Linked DNA regions of Bombyx mori: region 2 is linked to region 1. A link is a contact called in public Hi-C data. All regions are on one chromosome and are shown on one strand. The core of a region is the stretch at or near the end of the contact, and the rest is flanking DNA. Distances in the headings are between cores, read along the strand shown. Region 1 overlaps LOC101737192 (dual specificity testis-specific protein kinase 2). Region 2 overlaps LOC101737192 (dual specificity testis-specific protein kinase 2).

Region 1 (6,056 bases), core at 2,350-4,849:
TAGGCATTCTCTAACAGTCTACCTTAGGGGAGTGCAGAGATGAAGCTTGGTAGGTGTAGTGTGAAGGTGATATTACTTAAACATATGTGTATATATAACATACATAATATTTATAGATACAAATACTCGTACTTAAATAAATACATATACATAAATATATACTTTATTACTTTAGTAATATTATAAAGAGGAAAGATTTGTTTGTTGGTTTGTATTGAATAGGCTCCGAAACTACTGAACGGATTTGAATTGATACTATGCACCCCACGCTTTTTTTTTTTTACAATAAAATCTATTTTTCGTATACGATTTTTATTACAAATTTATTAAAATTTATTTTTCATTTTTTTGTTGAATTTCAATTTTTCAACACCAGGTGGGCTGTGAGCTCGTCCACACACGCAATAAAAAAATAAAAACTTTTTTTTTAAATGTTGTATTGTTATCGGTCCTTAATAATTATAACAAATTTCAAGTTAATCCGACGTTTTGAAGGGGTTCTTACCCCTAGACACAGCCCACTGAGTTTCTCGCCGGATCTTCTCAGTGGGTCGCGTTTCCGATCCGGTGGTAGATTCTGCGAAGCACTGCTCTTGCTAGGGTCAGTGTTAGCAACTCTCCGGTTTGAGCCCCGTGAGCTCACCTACACACGTTAGGGTGAAGCAGAAATAGCCTCTCAAGGCTATCAGCATAGGTAGGAAAAAAAAAAAAAAAAGGGGTTCAAAATCATGTTCAAAGATTCCGTTACATACATACATACGTCTGAAGCTAATAAAAGCGTATTGAAAAAACGCAGTTGTTATCCACAAATCATGACTATTTGATTTATTTGACGGAATTCTAACAAGTCGAACATTACAAGTGTATTGTAATGTAGCTCATATAAGCTAAGGTTCACACACCAGTATCTTAAGTAACCGGCAGCTTGTTCAAATCCCGCAAATTTAAATCCAAGATTAGTTTAAAATTGTGTTTTTTGTTAAATAAAATAAAACTTTGATTAAAGTTCACCTGGTTTATCATACGAGCAACGCGTTTAAGTTCCACTGACTTCAAGCTCCAATTCTGCTAGATAAAGAAAACAACAGGACAATATAATTGCTGTATTCACGTCTCTAAATTACTCCGCTAAATTATAACCCGTTACGATAATGTCGTTTATTATCTTTGACAGTTCATATGTAATTAATACTTGTGAGTATATTTTAATGAATCGAACATGATAGCTAAAACACATTTAATTGAATGGAATTAATTGAATTATTTTAAAAGTTAGCAGACGAACAGGTGTCTCTGATGAACGCTGACAGTGACATTAATAGGTTCAATATAAAAATATATATATCGACGCTTGAAAGGCAAACGTGACTAAGCGACAATAACTGCTTTGTACATAAATGATAGGCAATAATCAAATTCGATGCGCAAAAAAAATACATTTCTAGATCTTTTTTATTTATTTTTTTATTGCCTAGATGTGTTGGGCGAGCTCACAGCCCACCTGGTGTTAAGTGGTTACTGGAACCCATAGACATCTACAACGTAAATGCGCCACACACCTTGAGATATAAGTTCTAAGGTCTCAGTATGGTTGCGACGGCTGCCCCACCCTTCAAACCGAAACGCATTACTGTTTCACGGCAGAAATAAGCGGGGTGGTGGTACCTACCCGTGCGGACTCACAAGGGGTCCTACCACCAGTGATCTATTAGATCAGATCTATTAAAATCATTTCAATCCTACAGCTAGATTCGTTAAAATATAATTTTTTTCAGGTATTTCTCAGGCATATTTTAAATTAATTTCAACTTTAAATTAGTCTACTGTAAAGTTTACGCATTGTCGCTTAGTCACGTTGCCCTTTCAAGCGGCGATATAAACATTGACATGTATGCATATGAAACATAAACAATGACATATGAAAAAAACTGCACCCGATTAGCGAATTTACCACTACAAGAGGTCCCGCAGTAGTCGAAATTCGACTATAATTAATTGGAATTGTAAGCTTGTACACATACTATAATCACAAATTTCGCTAAGGCTACACTATAAAAAATATTAATAAAGACAAACAATATTTAATCTATTCTCAATTTGACCACAGACGTCAAGAACAAGAGTTTGACAACAAATAAATAGTATGCATGCGTGTGTGCGTCAAATACATGGTATGTAGTGTGTGTAATGTTTTCTTTATTGATCTAATGTATCTTTTATGCATTATTTAAAAAAAATATTAACATTGTGCACTTCTTCTCTATATTCTCTATATGTGTGGAAAATTTCATACTCCTCCGTCCGCGCAATTTTCGTAAAAAGGGATACAAAGTTTTTGCTTCATGTATTAATGTACCACTATCAAACACGAACTTACGTATGTGTAAACCACTGACTCTCTAGTTTCCTAAGCATAATTTGTCACTATATAATTTTAATAACAGAAAAAGTTTTTCGAGAACGGACAATGAGAATATCAAGAAACTGTATTCATGGTTAATGTTAACCCTTTGAGGTCCAGAGTCCACACGTATTGGACCTGTAGTTTAGTCTCAATTAGTCCGAGGACCGCTAAGGGCTAACATACATTATGAGTTTTATGTTCGACGGATCAGACCAGTATTTCTAATGCTTTAAGTGCAAATGGCATTTCATATCATATCAATTTTCGCGAGTACGATCGCGAGTTTTCTCATTGTTTGAATTACGATTTGTAGATGCGATTTAAAAAAAACAGATTTCCATCATCCTAATTTGGCGTATTTATCTGACATTTAAATACCTTAAAGCTAACCATATTTTTTTATGATGTAAAAAGTTTAAAGGCGGCAATCATATGGAGTGCTCTCATAAAACATAATCTTGCATTACTTAAGAAACTCATTCTTGATTATTAGTCGACTTATATTGAACATCTAAAATGGCCATATTTTGGACGAAGATGACAGGCTGATGTCGTATTATCTATCAGAAAGATACTGTCATTAAGATTGCCTTAAAACTGTTACGACAGCAGTATCAAAGTTTGTGGTCCAACGTGTGTTGATATCTATCAAGAGGTTGCAGATTCGAATCTACAATCACAATTTTTTTTTTCTCAAGGATTTCCAATCGTGAAAGTTATTGTAGTTAAATTTAAATATTGCCAAAAAACTGCTCCAACGGTTGTACACACGCAAACATGCGTCATCCACGCATCATACTTATCATCATATTCATTATTATTATCACATCATATTTATTTATACTAGCTTTACTCGCCCGCTTCTCTGGGAATTACAATTAACATTATTATTTATTGTCATTATTACTAGGGAGTCCAACACTCATATAAATATTAGCCTGTCCATTAAGTACGTGTATTTTCTACATGGATACCTAGTTTCAAGTCAATCGGAGGCATGGTTCAGTAGTTGTAACGGAACATCCGTAAAAACCACTCTAGATTTATATATTAGTATAGATTTGTCAACTGATTTATATACATTTAAGTAACTCCATAATCACATCCAAATCGGTACAACCGCTGAGGCTCTAAACGTACACAACGTACCGACAAGCCGGCTCATTTGCTTACAAATTTGTTATCAATACAAGTCGTATTGTTGTTATACGTCAACGGCACGCTTCAATCGTTTATCACTACACAGTATAAAACAAAGTCGCTTTCTCTGTCCCTATATCTGTCTGTCCCTATGTATGCTTAAATCTTTAAAACTACGCAACGGATTTTGATGCGGTTTCTTTTAATAAATAGAGTGATTAAAGAGGAAGGTTTATATGTATAATAACATCCATTAAATAGTGAAGAAATCAATAATAAATTACAGTTTCCGAAGCGAAGCGAGGGCGGGTCGCTAGTTAGCTTATAAAAAAAACATAAGCGCCGAACAAATTAATATGTATCTTGCTTACGCGTAAAAACTTGGACAAAAAGAGTCTATTCACGACCGTTAAAACTATTTCGATTGTAACGGTCTCCATGGCTTATATAAAAAAAAACCATCGTTTCCGGTCGGAGTCGCGTGCGCACGACACGCGTCTTTCTCTTGCGCAATTAAATAACCCCACAGCATTGTGGAAACGAATACATAATAATTGATAATTTGCATTTATGTTCCATGGGGAGTGCTCTGAGAAATTGTTTGAGATGATATCGACATCTCGCTTTTACCATCGCACCACCCGCCACGGGAGTAGAGTTCATCCATACTACCTGGAGCCACTGCGGTCATCCACAGTGCGTTTCCAGAGATCTTTTTTGCCACGTACCATCCGGCTTTGGAATGAGCTCCCCTCCACGTTATTTCCCGAGCGCTATGACATGTCCTTCTTCAAACGAGGCTTGTGGAGAGTTTTAAACGGTAGGCAGCGGCTTGGCTCTGCCCCTGGCATTGCTGACGTCCATGAGCGACGGTAACCATTCACCATCATGTGGGTCGTATGCTCGTCTGCCTATACGGCAATAAAAAAAATTGTATTATTAAGCAAGACATAAAATTTCTTTTCTATTTAGGGCCGAATCTCATTCATCTTTTAACCGTTTTTGTTTATGCATCGGTCCGATACTACTACGGTTTAATATCGCGTTTGCTATATTAATTTGTTTGTTTCCGATATATCGAATGCTCTTTAGTTTTCTTGGTCACGGACGACTGAGATGTTTTAGTTGATATTTGAATATTTTGATAAATACCGTCTTTTTTTTAAATATATTCGTTTAGTTATAAAATTTGTAGTCTGATTAATCTGGTGGAGTTTTCATGACTATCTTCGGAAGACCCGTGAAAACGTAATTCGTTCTTGCACAATAATATTGTTAGGGAGAAAAAAAGAGAGAGAGAGCAACAATTATAGACTATAATCTATCTATAATCTAACTATAATATTCTACTGCAAAAAAACGCATCCATACTATTATGAAAAATAATTACTCTCGATCCAATATAAGCATCTTCCCGCTCTGCTCTCATAAATATATGTTTTCAATTGATTTAACAAAATTTTGTCAATATGGACGCGTTACAAAGAATTTTATAACATAGACTCCCACAAAGCTAGCAGCTTATTTACAATGAGTCTTTCATCAGGCGAAGCTAAAAACAAACAATGATCTATCAGTCTAAATTTCACTCAGTTACTACCGAGAAATGGCTTCATAAACATCGTGCGAAATTCAAATTCCATTCAAATACGTTATTGAAAATATTTATAATAACAAAATACTGTTAATAGTGATGTCCATATACTTTTTCTTTAAACAGGTACCTCCAATTTGCTGCGTCACAACTATGACTACACTACTAGATCTGAATCGATTGTTTTCGAAAAATATTTAATTAACTTCATCGAAAAAGACAACTAAGTCATTTTGAATAAAAATGTACCGCCTTGTAGACAATTCTAGATATGCATACTCTACGGCTTTCTATAAATAGACCATACAACTCTTGGCACCTGCAGCACGGGTCATTGTGAATGTAATCACTTTCTTATAATCTATCTTTAGTGATACTAGTGCTGAATATGGCCGCGGCACTTGTTTAATTGGACTTATTTACCTTATGTAGAGAACAACGTTATAGAAATCGCATTGCGTTTAATTATCATGTAGTGTGTGTGTGTTTTTTTTTTGGTAAAAACTTCGTGCGTAACTCTCGATTGAACGCGTTTGATTTTAATCTATATTAATATTATAAAGAGGAAAGATTTGTTTGTTTGTTTGTATTGAATAGGCTCCGAAACTACTGATTTGAAAAATTCTTTCACTATTTGGAAGCTACACTATTCCCGAGTGACATAGGCGATAATCATTTTTGAAAAAAATTAGGGATCCTTACTATAACTCCAATAATGTAACCTAAGGTGTAAAAAAATCATCTAAAATATTCTTTACATCGCTTGCCCTGCGAAAACTATTGATGATAGAATAAAATAATGTACTACGACTTTGTAGAGTACATTATTATTTACAAAAAGTGTCGACAGCATATGTCTAACTATTATAGTTATGCCGCAATAAGTGTTCTTTTATTTAAAAAAAAAAAATTACGTGA
Region 2 (6,056 bases), core at 2,457-4,956, 49 kb after region 1:
CTACGCTAAAGTACTAAAAACTTAGAATCCGGTTTCGCAAAACAAAACCGATGATCCCATAAATTTAAGTGAAATATGGGAAATATCCAGGCGTGCAATGTCTGGAGACCGTTCTTCCGTATAAGGTATAGACATGTTTGCGACTAGCACCGCGCATAAGGATCTTCAACTTCAGAACCAAATTACCGCATTCCCTTTTACGTGCGGCCATGTCTTTACGCCCGTAATCTTATTTGGAGTTAAGACAACACGATATTTGATTGACAGAAAACCGTAAGGAATGCTCATAGAATTGTAGGGTTTATACTGGCATTGTTTATAATAGCCTTAAACGTGAGACGGAAATATGTTCTCTCAATACTTCATTTGTAATGGAGGCGGTGACTCTCATTAATCTAAGTTGATTTTTGATTCGTTGCTTCAAACGAAGTTCATTATCATTGTAAGTGTCGAAAGAAAAGTACACAATATGAAGATTTTCAGTGTGTGTGTGTGAAAATTTGATGCCAAATTATGTTTTAGTTACCATCTACATAGAATGTCTGATTGAGCTCTCTGGCCTTGTTATTGTTACAAAGGATAACCAAAATCAGCTTTTTCTGTAGACTACATATATATTGCTTAGATGGGTGGACGAGCTCACAGCCCACCTGGTGTTAAGTGGTTACTGGAGCCCATAGACACGTAAATGCCGCCACCCACCTTGAGATATGAGTTCTAAGGTCTCAGTATAGTTACAACGGCTGCCTCACCCTTCAAACCGAAACGCATTACTGCTTCACGGCAGAAATAAGCAGGGTGGTGGTACCTACCCGTGCGGACTCACAAGAGCTCCTACTAATATATACTAGCGTAGATGAACATTTAGCAGTGGCGACTTTCATTGCTTACGGAAAATTATTTTAATAAATAAATAAACGTGCTAAAATAAAATCTTCTTCGAAGTTAATTTCTCATTATTTCATAAAAGACCGTGTCGGAATGTGCGTAATGTTTTTACTGTTGAAATACACTGTCGTTGTTTCTTCTGATATCATATCGCACGAATGTCATTAACACACGAATGGTTATAAATAAGCATCGGAGCTATCAAAAACAAAGCCAGCGAAAGGAAACCACGAGCGAACATGCTTTTGTCATTGCAATTATACCTAAACATATATACATATATATTTTTCCCTTTCCTGTTCGCTGGTATCCTAAGGAGCTATTTCCAGCTACGCCCAGATTGGTGGCTAGATAGCTCACGGGCTGAACCTTAAATACTAGCCCTAGCAAGAACAATGATTCGCAGAAAATACCACCGAATCGGAACTGCGACCCACTAAGAAGATACGGGGAAAAACTCTGTGTTCTAAGACCTATACATGCCTAGTCATTGATAAGAGAAAATATGCGAATACAGTAGCCCACCTACGAAAATTGTAGCGTTGTTAAACGACTGCAAATATATACAAATATTTTTATTGTTATCTTTTTATCAAGGATATCCGAGTCCTTGAGAAACAATCTAAGTCTGTCGTTGGGTCCGTTCGATTTGGTACGCCACGAATTATCCATTTAATGCCCTAAAAATGTCCACGCCTCTTTCATAAATGGAAACGCGTTTCATTGTTTCAAATACGTCTCAAATTAGAACATGCATATCTGAAAATTTGCTAAATTCAACTTTAGGGTATATTTATTTTACTTTATTACACTTAGATTGTTGTTAGCAAAATATTTTTTTTTTTATTGCTTAGATGGATGGACGAGCTCACAGCCCACCCTGGTGTTAAGTGGTTACTGGAGCCCATAGACATTTACAACGTAAATGCGCCACCCACCTCGAGATATAAGTTCTAAGATCTCAGTATAGTTACAACGGCTACCCCACCCTTCGAACTGAAACGCATTACTGCTTCACGGCGGAAATTAGGCGGGTTAGTGGTACCTACCCGTGCGGACTCCTAAGAGGTCCTACCACCAGTGATTACGCAAGTTATAATTTTGCGGGTTTTGATTTTTATTACACGATGTTATTCCTTCACCGTGGAAGTCAATCGTGAACATTTGCTGAGTACGTATTTCATTAGAAAAATTGGTACCCGCCTGCGGGATTCGAACACCGGTGCATCGCTACATACGAGTGCACCGGACGTCTTATCCTTTAGGCCACAATGACGTCAAAATACATTTGATGGGAGCCCATACATATCGCAAAGTTAAATCCATTGACATTAGGTATATTTTCACTAACGTTCAATACTTGCTATACCGTTTCTCATATTGAAAAAATAGCCAAACGATGACATCAACCCGCGCAACCTCGCGACTTGCCTACCTACCTACCTTACAATTGCACCCGCAATCCATACTATTTTTTGTGTGCAATAACAAAGCATCATCCATTATTGTTAAGCGATTAGATTTAGGTCCGTCTCTATTCATCATAATTCATTCGTAATAATAAACCTCGTCCGGAATTGCAGCGGTAAATCGTCTTTGATTCGCGACCGTGCGAAAGCTCAGATAGAATCTCTCATTGTCCATATTTGTGCACGGTATTACGAAGCGCTGCGAGCTTAGGGTCAGAGTGTACCCTTGTTATGTTCTGACCGAGCTTGTTACTTTTCAAGCTTATAGCTCTAAAGCCCTCATAAGAGTTTAATTTATAATTTACTTGTAAATTTAATTCAACCGACTATTTTAATTTTTGTAGTTTTTTTTTTGATAATTTGTACGTATTTTTTTGTTCTTTTTTCATTTCTTAGATGGGTGGCCGAGCGTTAGGCCCGTCTGGTGTTAAGTGATTACCAAAACCTATAGACCAGACCCACCTTGATATAGGAGTTCTAAGGTCTCGGTTTTTACAATACAAAGGCTCCCCCAATCCTCAAACCGAAAAGCATTACTGCTTGACGGTAGAGATATGCGTGGTGGTAGTACCTACCTACCTACCCATTTAACTACTTTTAAGAAAGCATAAGCCGTTTTTTGTTTTAGCGGATTATGTTTGATACGTTTACGTGATATATAAATTGAAATAAAAAAACAATATTTTTATTAAAGTTTTATTTATTTAGTGAAAAACATCTGATTCTATGTTTACTTGCTGCTGCTGCTTTATTCTTCGATCAACAATAGATCGAAGGCTTTATTAAAAAAATGCCTTTATACGGAATTGCATGTACCTCTCCTTATTTTAGTTTATAAAAAAAACCATAGCAATGTTCGCATATCTCTGATAAATCTGATTAAAGAACAATTTGAAATGTTCACATGAAAAAAATTTGGGTTTAGGTTTTTTTAAACTTTGATGTCGAGATATTTCCTTACGTTTAATGGGGGAACAAGTGACCTATATACAACGGTCATAAATAGCCAACGAGCTGCCCGACTTGAGCGTTCCAGCCTGGCCAGTCTCCGTACATATAATTAAAAAAAAAAAAAACTATATCCAAAAGTCTCATAATCGCTGTACAATGAACACAAAAACTATATAGTCCAATGTGCTTAGTGCGAGTTTCTTAACGTTCTCGATAGCGTAAAAGTTAATTTGGAACAGCGCCCCTAGCGGCAAACGTACGCAAACGATCCCATTCCATACAAATATGAGCTAACTTTTACGCTATCGAGAACGTTAAAAAACTCGCACTAAGCACACACTGTTCGCTGTTTCTGTTCATATCGCGAGCATTCTAATCGATACGGCGTTATCGAAGTAGACCGTCCGTTGTTACCACAAGACGTATTGGTTCTCGTTCACAATGCACATTAAACACTGCGAGAGATATGCATTACTCGGCTTTATGCAGTTTGGATGCCGGCCAAGACCGTTACTTCATCACACAAACTGCATAATGCGGACCACGGATTCTGGAATGATAATATTCTGCATACGTTACGATACACGTACAATGTCGTTTGAAAGTTTTTTTTTATTGCTTAGATGGGTGGACGAGCTCACAGCACACCCGGTGTTAAGTGGACACTGGAGCCCATAGACATCTACAACGTAAACGCGCCACCCATCTTGAGATATAAGTTCTAAGGTCTCGAGTATAGTTACAACGGCTGCCCTACCCTTCAAACCGAAACGCATTACTGCTTCACGGCAGAAATAGGCAGGGTAGTGGTACCTACCCGCGCGGACTCACAACAGGTCCTACCACCAGTAAATTAGATAACGCATTAATATATTTACCTCATAATAAAGTTATCTCACAGCGTTGTTTTCGGAAAGAAACGTACACACTAAAATTTAAGACCGCATTAATATCGGGAAATGCAAATTGGCTTTTAACATCAACACACTATAAACCAGCTGAAGGGTCTTTATTTATTTACCTTCGAATCGAGAATGTTGTTTTATTTTCATTTATTGAATACGTCTTCAAATTACTTACGTGTATACAAAAGGAGAACTAAAAATACGTAACGATTGACAGTTATCGCATTCCATATTGTCTCACGTAAAACAGAAGCCCGAGCCAAAAGCTATGTTCTCTAGACAACTGAATAATGCGTATGCGTATTCCCTACGCGTTTCCACTGATAAAATTATTTTTAGCAAACTATAATTCATATGAGCCGCCAAGCGCATTGCGGATTTTTATCTTATCTTGACGTACGTCTATGTGGTTGCTTAATGCTCTGGATGCAGCAGTGCATTTAGCCGAGGTACGCGCATGTATAATAGCTTTATTTTTATAACCTGTTTTTTTTCTCGTAGCGTGCGACTTGTTGGTTCTGTAGCTTCTTGTTATGAAATATCTTGTATATAAAATTCTCGTGTCACAATGTTAGTTACCATAGTCCTCTGAAACGGTTTGACCGATTTTTATGAAATTTTATATGCATGTTCAGTCAAAGACTATTAAATACTCCTTTAATCACAGATTTCGTCAAAACTACACTTTAGACAAATATTAATAAAGAGAAAACAGGACTTTTTGGCGGGAACGCGAGGAGTGAAGTTGTGTGATTTGTTTTATTTTGTCTATTTAGTGTTTCTTCGGGTTTAAATGTGTAATAATGGTGGTTTATTAACCGTTTAATATCTGTGAAAGTGCACAAATGTGGGAAAATGAAACAAAGCCGCTGGACGTAACTTCTCGGGATCCTCCAAAAAGTCCACTGAAAAATCTTAGTAAATTACCACCATTTTACTGAGATTAGATTTCATCTCATATCATCTCATTTAATTTCATCCTAGTTGATTAATGTCTCAAATTAATCATTTTCATTTCATTTCACTCCATAACATCATTTTTCATAAAATTAAGAATATATTAAAATAAGACATGACTTAAAGGTCTCAGTTACCAGGTCATAAACTCTTAAAAAACAAAAAGAGAAAACAATATTTAATCTATTCTCAATTTGACAGACTAACTGACAGACTACAAAGAAAAGTTTAAAATAAACAAATAGTATACACGCGTGTGTGCGTCAAATACATGGTAGTGTGTGTAATGTTTTTTTATTGATTTAATGTATTTTTTAGGCATAATTAAAAAAAATATTAACATTCTGCACTCCTTCTCTATATTCTCTATAAGTGTGGGAAATTTCATATTCCTCCGTCCGCGCAATTTTCGGAAAAAGTATACAAAGTTTTTCCTTCACGTATTAATATAGGTATACTGGTGGTAGGACCTCTTGTGAGTCCATACGGGTAGGTAGCACCACCCCCCTATTTCTGCTGTGAAGCAGTAATGCGTTTCGATTTGAAGGGTGGCGCAGCCGTTGTAGCTATACTGAGACCTTAGAACTTGTATCTCAAGATGGGTGGCGCATTTACGTTGTAGATGTCTATGGGCTCCAGTAACCACTTAACACCAGGTAGGCTGTGAGCTCGTCCGCCCATCAAATAAAAAAATTTTTTTTTTTTTTTTTTACCCTGAATTTGGGAATTCATATGAAATATATATACCTCCATTTATATCTTAATGCGAACTGGCTGTGTTTAAATTTTTGTCCTTTTTCAGTGCAGCCATGTCCTTACCTTTCCGGCTATAAATGTTTTAATGAGTTTCAAATTTCGCACGTTTCACTTTGTGTTTTCAACAAAA

The links. Hi-C and Micro-C count contacts between places; a contact is called where the count stands out from the background.
Region 2: a Hi-C map of whole pupa shows a contact between it and region 1, with 1.5 times the contacts expected there. The contact joins two enhancer-like sites. A contact is called at or near these places in 2 of 7 Hi-C or Micro-C datasets (both in whole pupa).

What each region holds. Positions count from the first base shown.
Region 1 is chr22:15,145,117-15,151,172 of ASM3026992v2, forward strand. The region is part of intron 1 of LOC101737192 (dual specificity testis-specific protein kinase 2); the gene reads left to right. Among protein-coding and RNA genes, the nearest start is that of LOC101737192, 50 kb to the left of the region's middle. Within about 2 kb of position 3,600, at least 6 of the 8 cell types and tissues checked have open chromatin away from gene starts, as enhancers often do.
Region 2 is chr22:15,194,270-15,200,325 of ASM3026992v2, forward strand. The region is part of intron 1 of LOC101737192 (dual specificity testis-specific protein kinase 2); the gene reads left to right. Among protein-coding and RNA genes, the nearest start is that of LOC101746659, 40 kb to the right of the region's middle. Within about 2 kb of position 3,707, at least 7 of the 8 cell types and tissues checked have open chromatin away from gene starts, as enhancers often do.